Linked DNA regions of Sus scrofa: all the other regions are linked to region 2. A link is a contact called in public Hi-C and promoter capture Hi-C data. All regions are on one chromosome and are shown on one strand. Each heading gives the region's core, a stretch centred on a gene start, on an enhancer-like site or on the middle of the called end of the contact. The rest is flanking DNA. Distances are from core to core; before and after follow the strand shown. Region 1 has its middle 21 kb from the start of RPL37A. Region 2 holds the start of IGFBP2 (insulin like growth factor binding protein 2). Region 3 holds the start of RPL37A (60S ribosomal protein L37a).

Region 1 (4,438 bases), core at 1,456-3,955, 99 kb before region 2:
CAGGCTTGTGGTTGCCAAGGGGGAGGGAGAGGGAGTGGGATGGACTGGAAGTTCGGGGGTAATAGCTACAAACTATTACACTTGAAATGGATAGACAATAAGGTCCTGCTGTATAGAACAGGGAACTATATCCAATCTCCTGGGATAACCCGTGATGGGAAATAATATAAAAAAATATAATATGTATATAACTGAGTCACTTTGTTATACAGAAGAAATTGGCACAAATTGTAAATAAACTATACTTTAATTAAAAAAAAAAACTCTTATTAGGGATCACAATTGAAGGTTTTCCCCCCAAAATGAATAAATAAGTGCCTGGGATATTTTTGTCACACGCCGGTTAAAAGGCTGCCATATTACTGATAAATGTGGAGAGGACCCAGAGAAATGGGATGAGTGTATTGAACAAAGAAATACATTGGAGTAAAAAATATTTGTGTTACCTGTGAGTCAGGGGCCAGTGCCCTTTGAAGTGTGGTGCAAAGATCAGAGAACTTGGCCTTTCTTTGTCAAGGCTGTTGTTGACTTCAGTTCAGGACTGTCTCTCCAAGCCTGTTCTCTTGTGCTAACTTTTTTTTTTTTTTTTTTTTTTCAATTTGTGTTGCCTTTTTACTTTCAGTAAAACAATTTTATGGCAGAATCTGGTACTAACTTTGTGCACAACAGCCAGTAGGGGTAAAGGTGATTAGTGAATAAAGAATAAGGACATTGCTCTGTTGGCTTAGAGTTTACAAAGAATGGAGATTGTCTCCTTTGATCTTCACCCAATCCTGAAGAGGTAGGTCTCTTCCTAGCCTCATTTTGCAGTTGAGGAAACTGAGCTTGGAGAGGATACGCAATCTGCCCAAGGCCACATAAGGTAGCTGGTAAGCTAGCTGTCCTGAAAAATGATGAACTTTGAGAATTTAGTCTTTGGGATTATTCCTTTGACTCTAAAGACCCTGATGAATAGTTTGTCTCATTACCAGCCAGACTACCTCTGGCTTTCCTTTAAGAAAGCTCCATGAACCCCACCATGCTGATCACCTGAACCCCCTCTTGAATCCTGACATCCTTTAACACGGCTAGGTCAACAAGAATGAGGGTGAGAAAGAGAAAGTTGAAGAGAAGATCAAGGAGGGCAAAGATGGAGGCCCCCTTCTCCCACGCCCTGAACTCAGCAGGCTGTCTGCAGAATGCTGGACCTACTGTGACGAAGGCTAATATGGCCTGCAGGCCTCCTCACCTCCCTTCAGCTGTCTCTTTCACCCTATCCCCCCGCCTCACTTTCAGCTTGATGGGCTCCTTTCTGTCACAGAGGGCCCCTGAATTCTCTCAACATGAAAGAATTAGGAAGCTAGTATGTTCCTCTCCCCAGGGGCACATTTGTACTTTGAGCATGATGAGAACAGTTTGGAGACTGTGTAACCCAAAGGAACAGAATAAGGGGAGAGTCTTGACTGGGAAGGAATCACCATTGTGGGTCATTCTGGAGAAGTCCAGAGAGCTATTGTCTGACCACTGGTGAGAAGAGGACAAACCATAGAACCAAGTTCCCTAGGGAGTATCCTTCCCTTCCTCACTATGATCTGTGATCCAGCCACTCCTGGACATCTACCTGAAAAAAACCATAATTTGAAAAGATATATGCACTCCAATGTTCATTGCAGCACTAGTTACAATAGCCAAGACATGGAGGCAACCTAAATGTCCATCAACAGAAGAGTGGATAAAGGAGATGTGGTACATATATACAATGGAATATTACTCAGCCTTAAACAAGAATGAAATAATGCCATTGGCAGCAACATGGATGGACCTAAAGATTATCATACCAAGTGAAGTAAGTGAGAGACAAATTATATGATATTATTTATACATGGAATCTAGTAAAAATGATACAAATGAAATTATTTACAGAACAGAAACTCTTAGATTTTGAAAAGAAATTTACAGTTATCAAAGGGGAAATGTGGTGAGGAGGGATAAATTAGGAATTTGGAATTAACATATACACATTACTCTATATAAAACAGATAACCAACAAGATTAGAGCACAGGGAACTCTATTCAATATTCTGTAGTAACCTATATGGGAAAAGAATCTGAAAAAGAATGGATATGAGTATGTGTATAACTAATCACTTTGCATACATCTAAAACTAACCCACACTGTAAGTCAACTACACTCCGATAAAAATGTTTTAAATGAATAATGCACTGACACTTGTGCGTAGCAAGGACAGTAAATGTAAATCTAATTGGGTGGCTCTGTTGGCTTTGTGCTCTTTTAGGGATAGGAGTAGGGACAGCTACAAAGCGGTTCCTGTGCTGCCACATCCTGTGAAAAAGGACAGATTCAGATTCTTTGTCTGGCCTGGCAGGCATCTTTTGGGTCGCTAAAAAGAAGAGAAGTTGTGACTCTACGACCAGAAAGTTTTTCTTCCAGGTCAACCAGCTGCTTCCGGTTTTGACCTCATCTTCATCAGTATGTATATTCCCAGCACCAAAGCTCTCCGCCTTCCCCACCCCCAGCCTCAAATGGAAACGAAAATGAGGCTGCCCTAGAGCTCTGTCACTGAAAACAAAGATCCGGTATGCATATCAGCTCGAGGCCCTTAGCTCACCTTCTCCGTTTCCTTCCCCTCGTGCCCCGGTCAGCCTCGAAGAAGCACCACCCTTCCCCATTTGTTTTACCTAACAGTAATTCTTTGTGGGAAACCTTGCAAGGGGGGGTTTGTGCTGACGCTGGATGATTTATAGAGTTGCCGGGAGGGTGGATGGGAGGGGAGGCAGGCGCTGAAAGAGGGAGGGGCAGCCCCTTCCACAGCAGCTTATTTCAGGAACGGTGGGGCAGGCTTGGGGGGGAGGGGTAGACCCCCTGAGCTCCCCTCGTCCCGGCCGTCTGGCAGCGTCTGTGTAGGTGGGCGTGCCCCTGGGGGGAGGTTCCTCTCTTCCCTTGTGAGGACTAGGGTTCTCAGAGGATGCCTTGCTTTGAGAGGTCATGGGTGTGGGTTCCTACCTCTGCTGCCACTAGCTCACATTGCCTCTTAGATTTGCAGGCATTAGGAGACTTTTTTTTTTTTCCTGAAGAAAAGAAGATAACCAAAGGAAATTGCAAGATCAGAGTTAACATATGCTTAATTAAAACTTCTCCTTATGTTACCTTTATTACCTATAAAATTTGGTGTTTAGAATTTTCCTATGAAAACAGAAGTTCCCTGGTGGCTAGGTGGGTTGAGGATCTGGCATTGTGACTGCAGTGGCACAGATTTGATCCCTGGTCCAGAGCTTCTGCATGCCGTGGACATGGCCAAATTTTTTTAAAAAAGAATTTTTCTACAAAAACAACTTTCAGTTGAGATTTTCGTATTTTGCAGGAATCCCAGGGAATATAAGCAACCGCAAATGTTGGGAGTTCCCGTCGTGGATCAGTGGTACTAGATTCCCGACTAGAATCCATGAGGACAAAGGTTCGATCCCTGGTCTCGCTCAGTGGGTTAAGGAGCCAGCGTTGTCATGAGCTGTGGTGTAGGTCACAGACGGTTGGTTAGGATCCTGTGTTGCTGTGGCTGTGGTGTAGGCCGGCAGCTGTAGCTCCAATTCAACCCCTAGCCTGAGAACCTCCATATGCCTCAGGTGTGGCCCTAAAAAGACAAAAAAGAAAAGAAAAAAACAACTGTGAATGTAATAAGTTACCTAATAGTCAAACCACTTCAAAAGCTAACTTAGAAATATGCTTTAGAGATTAAATGAATGAGATTTATTCAGTGTGGGTGCATTTGGACTTGCTTGATGGGAGATAGAGCCTTCAAAATGAATAAGAGCCCAGGGCTTAGGGAGGCCTTCGTCTTGCCAACGAGCCCTGACAAGCCACAAGCTTTCATTTTGTTGGTGAGGGCGCTGAGTTAGAAGCTCTCTCTTTCTTCTCCATCTAAAAATCTGTCAAGAGTCTTGCTGGTATTTTAAAATAACTTTATTTTTCAGCTTATAAGATTTAAAGAGTGAAGTAATCAATCAATTAATAGGAACCAGACTGAGGTGCCATTGGGAGGTGATTGAAAACGCTTCTCTGCACTAGTCGTTTTCCCAGAAACTTCCTGACTGCTGCCAAGCCACATACCACCTCATTGTTACTTCAGTTAATAATTTTCTGTAAATCATCTCATTTCATTTTTTTCATTGTTTTTGAATAAGTATCACATTTACATGATTCAAAATTTTTAAAAGACAATAGAAAAAGATATACAATTAGAATTCTTATTCCCCCCCCATCTTCTTTTACACAAATGTTCAGCAAGTTAAATGGACAATGTGACAATGTACTTACTTGTTTTTCTTAACCATGTATGATGGCGATATTTCCATAGCCTTGCACAGAGAGCATCCTCATTCTTGTTTAAGAGCTGCGTGGTATTTTCATTCTATGCATCCACCAGAATTGATTTAAGCTAGA
Region 2 (4,396 bases), core at 156-2,655:
TTTCCCATTTCCATGTCTTTGCTTCAGCAAGTCCTTCTGCTCCGGATGCCCTTGCTATGCCTGCATTTCCCCTGGTAGAATTCCAAGCTTCAATTTCAATTCTGATCCCACCCCTGAAACCCCCATCACCTTTCTATCTAAATGCGTGTCTCCTCCTCAAAGCCTCTGGCAATCTGTTGTTGGTTCATTACACCAAACTCTCCCCCAAATGGTTGTTCTTGTCCATTTTTGAAGATCAGAAACTTGCCCTCCTGGGACATCCAGCTCACCTTCAAAGCCAGGTAGCCACCTGACAAAAGCTGCTTCAGTAAAGTCTTGAAGTTGGAAAGAGCTGGAGTGCAGGGCCCTGGCGGGGGGAAGGGTGGCACAGAGGTATTGAGAAATTATACCTGGTCTGGAGGCAGCTTAATGGCCCACCCCCCACCAAGAGAATCTCTCTGACAAGGATCTTTGTTAGGGTCACAACCCAGGGAGATGGGTGATAATTAAAGTGGGGTCCAGCCTGGAATTTCTGGGAGCTGGGAACAGCTTGGATCAATGATTCAGTAAATCAAACAGAATAAAGGGAGGCCATTCTTGTTCATCTCCATTTACTGAGGAGAGCTCCAAAGGACCTAACCTCAGGGCATTCTCCTACACCTGGAAAGCTGATCTGACCTCTTTAAGATCCCTGAAGCAGGGTGTTCTGGGGTCTATCCTGCAGCAAATGTCTGGAGATCTGTGGGTGGGGGCCGGGCCCCCAAGAGATTAATTTTCTGGGGAGGGAGCAGACTAGGGGAGAGGAAGGGAGCAGGTTTCTCAGTGTCCAGAAACTGCATTTCAGGTACTTACATGTTACCAGATGCTCCCAGGGTTGGGAAATTGCAATGGTCCCTAAGAGGGGCTATTCAGGGTACGCTGGTCTAGAGGATGTGAACAGCCTCCAGACTCCTAAGTCATTGTCCCAGGCAGCAGTGAGTGAAAACCCGAGGATGGAGGGAGTTGCAGGGAGAGGACTGAAACCTACTTGAAGGTCATGCCTGACGTCCTTTGCCGGCCACATGGGAAGCGCGCAAACGAAGTGCTTCCGAATTGAACCGAAAACAGGAGACAAAAGCACCCACTCTTGTCCAGTCCCGCGCCAATCTTACTCAAACCCCCAAATTATTCTCATCCTCCGGGAGTCAGGGAGCCCGGGGTAGAAGTGCGTGGAGGGACACAGACCGGAGGGAGTTAGGGGACCCCCCGCAGCAGGCGAGGAAGTGGGGATGGGCGAGTGGGCGTGCGCGCACGTAGAGGCCCGCGCGCGGGAGTGTCGGGGGAAGGGGGTGGTCTCCAAAAGGGGGAGGGGAGAAGGCAGGGGGCGGGGAGAAGCAGGGCCCTTTAGGACCCGGCTGCGGCGGCGGGGGAGGAGAAAGAAGCCGAGGAGGCGGCTCCCGCGCTCGCAGGGCCGTGCCACCTGCCCGCTCGCTCGCCGCCGTCGCGCTCACCGCCGCCAACATGCTGCCGAGACTGGGCGGCACCGCGCTGTCGTTGCTGCCGCTGCTGCTGCTGCTGCTGGGCACGGGCGGCCGCGGGGCGCGCGCCGAGGTGCTGTTCCGCTGCCCGCCCTGCACGCCCGAGAGCCTGGCCGCCTGCAGGCCCCCTCCCGCCGCGCCGCCCTCCGCCGGGGCCGGGCCGGCTGGCGACTCCCGCGCGCCCTGCGAGCTTGTCCGGGAGCCGGGCTGCGGCTGCTGCTCTGTGTGCGCGCGGCTGGAGGGCGAGCGGTGCGGCGTGTACACCCCGCGCTGCGCCCAGGGGCTGCGCTGCTATCCCCACCCGGGCTCCGAGCTGCCCCTGCAGGCGCTGGTCCTGGGCGAGGGCACTTGCGAAAAGCGCCGCGATGCCGAGTACGGCGCCAGCCCCGAGCAGGTTGCAGGTAACGCCGGCTAGGACAACTAGTTCGCAGAAACTTGGAGGGCAACCGGGGAGCCCGGCTGGCGCCCTTGCAGAGCGGAGGGGTGTGCGGCACCCCTCAGAGACCGTCTTAGCGCAGGAAGAGCGGAGCCCTGGACTGGCTCTGGGGGATTGTTGGGAGGGGGGACCCAAAAGTTGGACCCGGGGAGGGGAGCTGGAGTTCCAGCGTGCGGAAGAGCCCGGGCTACTGATTTGGTGGGGAACAAACCGGGAGAAGGACGGCATCCCTGTTACCATAGGCTTCCCTGGTTGGAACGTACCCTGACCTCTATTTTGGAGGGGGGACTTGCTGAGGAGGAGGGGGCTGGTCACATTGGTGGGAGAAGAGCTTCAGGCTTACTTAGGGCACAGCTTGAGTGTGACCGCCGACCAAAGGTTGCTGGAGGGGTCCTGGTGGAGGACGCTGCTGGGGGCCGGGGATGGTGGGGGAGCCTGGCGGGTACCGAGGACCTCAGGGACTTCTGGTGAGAAGGGGGCGCTGGGAAACAGCAGCGGCGTCTGAGGTCCCTTCCTTCTGGGATTGTGAGGTGAGAAGAAAGGACTTGTTGGTACTTTGTCGGGTGGACTGCTTAGTGGAAAAATGAAAAGGAACGCTGCTATTTTACAAAGGGGATGAAGAAGGTTCTTGCTTTTATGTTAGGCAGAACAATAAAAAAGGGGCTCTGGAGAGGCGAGGAAGAGACCCCAGCGGTGGAGTCATTGTAACTTCAGCCATGAAGCCGGGTTGCCGGCTGCAGTTCAGGGCGGGGGCAGCCATGCTGCTCAGTTTAGCATCTGGGCCCTGGGGCAGCCGGCAGGAGGATGCCTGGGCCAGGGCGCAGCTTCTCCTGCCGGAGCATGGTGGTCCCCCACCCCCACCATCCTAATTTGAGGGAGCTCTTCCTATCCCATAGAATGAGGGCCCTGAGATTCTTTTTCCTGGGTCCTCATCCCCCCGCCCCCCAAAAGACATTTTTTTGAAGGACACAGCCAGGCGATGAAGGCCTCACGTGTTGAGTTTTGTTGTTGTTTTGTTGGCTTTTTGTTTGTTTGTTTGTTTCTTAATTTACAAAAGCCTCCTGCCCCAGTCGTTCTGGAGGAAGCTGTAATTATTTTCTTTCCTCTTGGAGACAGTGGCGAAATGTGTCCACTGCCTGCTGCTGTTGTTTAAAAAGCAAGCCAGTCTGACCAAGTTTCTCAAACTTAGACAGAAAAAAAAAAAAAGGAAAGAAAAAGTGGAAACATTTTTGCTTGCTTCTCAGCTTCTGTGGTCCTCCAACAACATCTCGACTCTCCTCCCATAGCCCCCCCCCCACCTTCCTTTACTATTTTTTTTTGTCCCCTGTTCTCCTTGGGAATACAATTAGGGGTCAGAGTTGAAATTTTTTCTCTGGCACATTTTGACCTTGAGGGCACAGCAAGTTAGGGCTCCCTCCAAGTGGAACCCTCCATGCCTTTCTCCTTCGGGCTTGCTTCCCTCCCCAGCCTGCCTCGAAGTTAACCCTTCCCTTTGGCTACTCTTAGAAAGTAGGAATAAAAGGGAAAAGACTCAGCAAAGGTCCTTTCACGGCTGGGTGCCCATCCCCCCATTCCTGTGTTTCTCCTCCGTGGCCCCCCTCACACCCCATGGTCCACCAGGGAGGTGCTGTGGTTTCTGAGCTCAACTCTGACAAACTAAACATCTCCCTCAGCAGGGTGAACGTTTGTTCAAAAGGCCTCCAAGTTCACAGAATCGTTGGGATCTTGACTGTTTCAGTCAAGGGTGCAATACATGTCCTTTCTCCACGTTTTGGTATTTTTTTACTCTTCCTTCCTCTCTGCCTGAAAACCAACTCTCCTGCCTCCCAGCCCCCAGAGGCAGGTTAGGGTCTTCAGAAGGGAACAGAAGCGGGGAATTCTGCCATTCACTCCTCCTCGGAGTCGTCAGGGGAGCTTGGGGACAATGGGGTGAGTTCATGGGAAGAATGTCACTCTGGATTTTCTGCCTGGTTATGGGACTCCTTTCCTCCAGCCAGCCCCAGCTGCCTCCTCAGCCTGCTCCCAATGGCCAGACAGCCGCCTTCCGCATTTTTCTCTTGTGTTCCAGGCTGGGGAGAGGGGACACCAAGGTGGGGGGTGGGGGTGGACGCTGAATGGGCGCCCTGGAAAGAATTGGCCAGGAGCAGGGTGTCTGAGGCATGGGTAGGGCTGGGAGAGGGGGAGGGGGCACCGTGGGGAGAAGCCTGGGCTTGCAGGGGTGCAGGGAAAAGAGAGGGACAAGTTTTGAGGCTCCTGTGTAGGAGAAGGCCTTGGACTGGGGCAGGGATGGGGGTGCTGCATGGAGAATGCCAGGGGCTTGGGGGGGGTGTTGGCGTTGGGTAGGGAGGGTCTGCAGCCCTGAACATGGCCCAGATGCTACTTCCCTCTCTGAAGAATGCCCCCCTCAACATCCCAGCCTGCATTCCTCTTTGAGCAGGTTGCTTGTGAGAATTTTAAACATACC
Region 3 (4,388 bases), core at 615-3,114, 120 kb before region 2:
TCCTCCGGCCTTACCACCTTCTAAGGAAAGGCAGCAAAACTTTCTTTTTTCTTTTGCTCTTTTTGCCCACAGCCTGTGGAATTTCCCAGGCCAGAGATCAAATATGAGCCATAGCAGCAACCTCAGCCACTGCAGTGACAATATCAGATCCTTAACCCACTGTACCACAAGGGAACTCCCAGCAAAACTTTCGAGAAAGTGTTCTACATGTTTCCAGGCTATTTGCTGAACATACCTTTCACTTCCTGACCTTAACTGGTAACCTGGCCCTTCTCTGCTGCTCCTTTTGAGAGAGTTGGAAGGATAGGTAAGAGATGTGGTTAAAGATTGAGATGTTGGGGTTTAAGGTTTCAGGCAGGGATCTGACAGCCCAGGATGGGGCTGTGGGCGAAACTGTCGCCTACCAGATCAGTAAAGGATGTTACAGCCATCAAGCCATCAATCACGGAGTTACCCTCAGCTGTGCATCCAGGGGGGATTCAGGATGGAGAAAAATGGGATGCTGGCCTTAGATAGTTAAGATGCATATCAAAGGAATAATTTTTTTGTTTTTCCATTTTGGGCTGCACCCGAGGCATATGGAGGTTCCCAGGCTAGGGGTTGAATCCAAGCTGTAGCCGTTGGCCTATGCCACAGCCACAGCCACAGCAACGTGGGATCCAAGCCATGTCTGCAACCTGTGTCTGAGACCACAGCTCACAGCAATGCTGGATCCTTAACCCAGTAAGTAAGGCCAGGGATCAAACCTTCGTCCTCATGGATCCTAGTTGGGTTCATTAACCACTGAGCCATGAAAGGAACTTCTCAAAAGAATAATTTTAATAAGCCCAGACTCTTGCATTTTCCCACACATAGAAAAGCGCTAAATTCATTAACCTGACATGTCTTTTTCTTTAACGACCAGTAATTTTTTTTTTTTTTTCATCTTTTGGCTGCCCTGCAGCATATGGAGTTCTCAGGCCAGGTATCAGATCCAAGCCACAGTTGTGACCTATGTTGGGGCTGTGGCAAAACCAGCTCCTTTAACCCACTGTGCTGGGTGGGGGATTGAACCTCTGTCCTGGCACTTCAGAGACACCACCCGATCCCACTGTGCCACAGTGGGAACTTCAACAGTAATATTTTGATGTTCCTACCATTTAGTTTTTGTCGCCAAAATTCCTATAAATCCTGGCTCCTCCTTTATTTCTTGGGAGGAGTCCCTCAGAAATATCTGAGAAGCTGTCTTTCCCACATAAGTCCTCAGAAAGTCCACCAAGTAGAAGATGATTCTCATCTCTTAGGTTGTGCGTACTTCCACCCTCCCATCAGGGCCATGGGATGGATTCTGAAATAGAGCGGCAGGCAAACAGAACTGAGACGGAGGGAGAAGCTGCCAGACGAACCTCGACCGTGACTATTCCTCTCCAGCTTTCTCGTCTCAGCCTTTCTCAGGGAGCCCCAGGCTCTTCCTAGGATAGATGGGACCATCTTCCTTCCTTCAGAGCTCTGATTTCTTTGAAATTATAACTTGTTAAAGAGGTCATATGGCTTCCCCTGGCCGGACTATAACATGTAAGAGTGGAGCTTTGGTTTTTCGCCACCGCTATCCTGGCTTCCTGCACAGGGCTTGCCGCTTTCAGAATGCATTATACAGAAAGCGACGAAATTTGGAGTCGTAAAAGTTAAGCACTTTTCTAAGCCAAGTGCCTGTGAGCAAGTCACTTAAAATATGAAGTGTCTGTAAAATGGAGGAAATCATACTTGGTTTTGCAGAACTTGGTGAGATACGTGTAAAATAATGCCGATGGGAGAAAGTGCCTCTGCTATCCAGTCCGTTGCTGCAATCTGTGAATCAGGGTAAACCTGTCAGAAAGAAGGTCGGCCACATTACCCAGAAGGCACCGGGTGGGAGGAGACCTCCGAACCATAGAGTTCAGTTCCTAGCTGGGCCTCCCAGCCGCCGCTTCCGCTCGTCCGCCTAAAACTGCGCCTGCGCACAACCCTTCTTCCTCTCTGGGCTCGGACCGGGTTTGCGGCAAAATGGTGAGTGTTGGTCCCTGTGAGGCCTAGGTGTCTATCTGCGTGCATCTGCCTTTTTCTTGGTTTCTTCGCGCCGACCCGCCTCTGCTCGCCTGTTCGGTCCTGTGTCCCCGGCCTCCGTGCCTTCGCCGCTCCTCAGACGGAGACTGGGGCGGCTTGGCGAAGGCTGGCGCGTCCGGGCTGGGTTAACCCAGTGCCCTCGGACCTTGGTTTTACCAGGATGTGATGGGCGAGCGGGGAGCAGGCGGGGGCTGGGTGGGTGGAAGGATGGTGTGTGGAGGGTCAGAGTCCTTGTTGCTGGGTTTTTCCCTAACTTTTTTTTTTTTTAACAGGCCAAACGCACCAAGAAGGTTGGAATCGTGGGCAAATACGGGACCCGTTATGGTGCTTCCCTCAGGAAAATGGTGAAGAAAATTGAAATCAGTCAGCACGCCAAGTACACTTGCTCCTTCTGTGGCAAAGTAAGATGGGCTGTGGGCCGGGAAGCGGGGGGCGCGGCGAAGAGGGAGGGAGGGAAGGTTTCCTTCCGGAGTGAGGCTTCTTGAAGGAAGTTTATAGATGGTTTGCTGGTTCTCAGAATTGCACATAATTGGTAACCAGTTGCAAGACGAGAGTATTGTTGATAACTCTGGATTTTGTAAAAACCTTTTTTTCCTGTGACGACAAGTGGGAACTAAAGGGTAAACAGTTGACAGTCCCAGCTTAAGCCAAACCAGTTTTGTGGAACACAGTTCTGTCTGTTTTGTCTACCAGTGTCGGGTAGAGATCTTTGTTTAATGTTTGTATGTTTATTGTGTGCAAAAAATACTGTATTCCGGCAATTCTTGTGTTTTTTTTGGGGGGGGGAGTTGCAGATCTTCCACATCCCTGAAAATATCACCACAGTTTATGCAAATTTTGCAGCAGAAAACTTGAAGTTAGGGGAAAAAAATGGTAAAATACACCAGCTTTAATTCTAGTGTAATTTAGATTCTTAGATTTTTGTGATATAAAAGGCTGTTCTTTGGTCAGAGGGAAAATTGGTTGTCTTTTACAGACCAAGATGAAGAGACGAGCTGTGGGCATCTGGCACTGTGGTTCCTGCATGAAAACGGTAGCTGGTGGTGCCTGGACCTACAAGTGAGTCTTATTTCTTTGTCGTAACTGAAAGTGCGTGGACCATGTCACAATTCCAGGTTTGATGTTGAATGGGCTAGTTTAAACTCTTATTAAACAAAAGAATGCTTTTAAAGTGTGATCACATTACTTTAGAATTTTACATTCATTCATTAGGGTCATCAAGGAATGTTGTACAGGTCTGTTGGGCTGACTGCTGAACACTTAAGGCAGGCTGTTTCTTGTCATATATGTATGGAGGCCATCTGGGCTACCACACCTTTGCCCTTTTAAACAATGTGGTTGGACTTTCTCAGTTTTGTGGCTCTGACAAGGACCAGGTGCTATTGCCTTGTGGACTTTTATGCTGGTTATTGTGTGGACTCCTATGGTTATCCAATTCTGAAAATTCGAGCCACCCCCAAAGACCTCTAGTTGTAGAATTCGTTGCTGACCCTGAAGGCTGAGGTGTTTCACTTCTAGTCAGTGTACAGCTGTCCAGTACTAGTACCTTACATATAGTAAAAGGGATACAGCTAGTGTAGTTGATTTTTTTTTTTTTTTTTTTTTTGTCTTTTTGCTATTTCTTGGGCCGCTCCCGCGGCATGTGGAGGTTCCCAGGCTAGGGGTCGAATTGGAGCTGTAGCCACCAGCCTACACCAGAGCCACAGCAACTTGCGGGATCCGAGCTGTGTCTGCGACCTACACCACAGTTCACGGCAACGCCAGATTGTTAACCCACTGAGCAAGGGCAGGGACCGAACCCGCAACCTCATGGTTCCTAGTCGGATTCATTAACCACTGCACCACGACGGGAACTCCTGAAATTTTTTTAAATTTAAAATTAAAGTAGTGTAAAATAATTGGAAAATGTTGAAATGATAACATGGAGATGTGTGTATATATAGGTAGATAGACACCTTGTGGGGTTTTGAGGACAAAAATGGGGAGTGCGGTGCACTTGATTGTGATGGTAAAATGAATTAGTATTCATATGTCTTCCCTGTGGGGTGGGATGGATGTTTTTCAAATGCTCTTTCTGAATATTGTGGCAAAATGTACTGTCATTTCCAAAACGTGCTTTAGTCTGTTCTACTGCTTTAGACGTCTTCTTGATACTGCTCATTGATGGTACACATCTTATAATTTATTAGTTTCTTCTGACAGTCTGTCCATTCCCTTTTAATGAGTTAGCTTCTTGCAACCATTTCTTCCTGTTAATTTTATGCTCTCCTGTCTGAGAAATCAGATGCATGAGATTGTCTTCACAT

The links. Promoter capture Hi-C pulls out the DNA fragments that hold promoters and counts their contacts. Hi-C and Micro-C count contacts between places; a contact is called where the count stands out from the background.
Region 1: a contact with region 2 is called in a Hi-C map of epiblast stem cells, with 1.7 times the contacts expected there. The contact joins the enhancer-like site here to the promoter of IGFBP2 in region 2. A contact is called at or near these places in 2 of 5 promoter capture datasets (fetal skeletal muscle and liver), 8 of 47 Hi-C or Micro-C datasets (embryonic fibroblasts, epiblast stem cells, fetal liver and 3 more) and 1 of 2 datasets of contacts at active chromatin or transcription factors (alveolar macrophages).
Region 3: a contact with region 2 is called in a promoter capture Hi-C map of fetal skeletal muscle, with 4 times the contacts expected there. The contact joins the promoter of RPL37A here to the promoter of IGFBP2 in region 2. A contact is called at or near these places in 2 of 5 promoter capture datasets (fetal skeletal muscle and liver) and 8 of 47 Hi-C or Micro-C datasets (embryonic fibroblasts, epiblast stem cells, fetal liver and 3 more).

What each region holds. Positions count from the first base shown.
Region 1 is chr15:118,720,661-118,725,098 of Sscrofa11.1, forward strand. No RefSeq gene overlaps it. Among named protein-coding and RNA genes, the nearest start is that of RPL37A, 21 kb to the left of the region's middle. Within about 2 kb of position 2,706, at least 12 of the 83 cell types and tissues checked have an H3K27ac peak or open chromatin away from gene starts, as enhancers often do. A contact at or near this core is called in epiblast stem cells, where this site is marked.
Region 2 is chr15:118,820,687-118,825,082 of Sscrofa11.1, forward strand. IGFBP2 (insulin like growth factor binding protein 2) reads left to right here and starts at 1,406. Exons shown (of 4, transcript NM_214003.1): 1 at 1,406-1,897. The coding sequence starts at 1,480.
Region 3 is chr15:118,700,334-118,704,721 of Sscrofa11.1, forward strand. RPL37A (60S ribosomal protein L37a) reads left to right here and starts at 1,865. Exons shown (of 4, transcript XM_021076246.1): 1 at 1,865-2,025; 2 at 2,355-2,483; 3 at 3,059-3,141. The coding sequence starts at 2,023.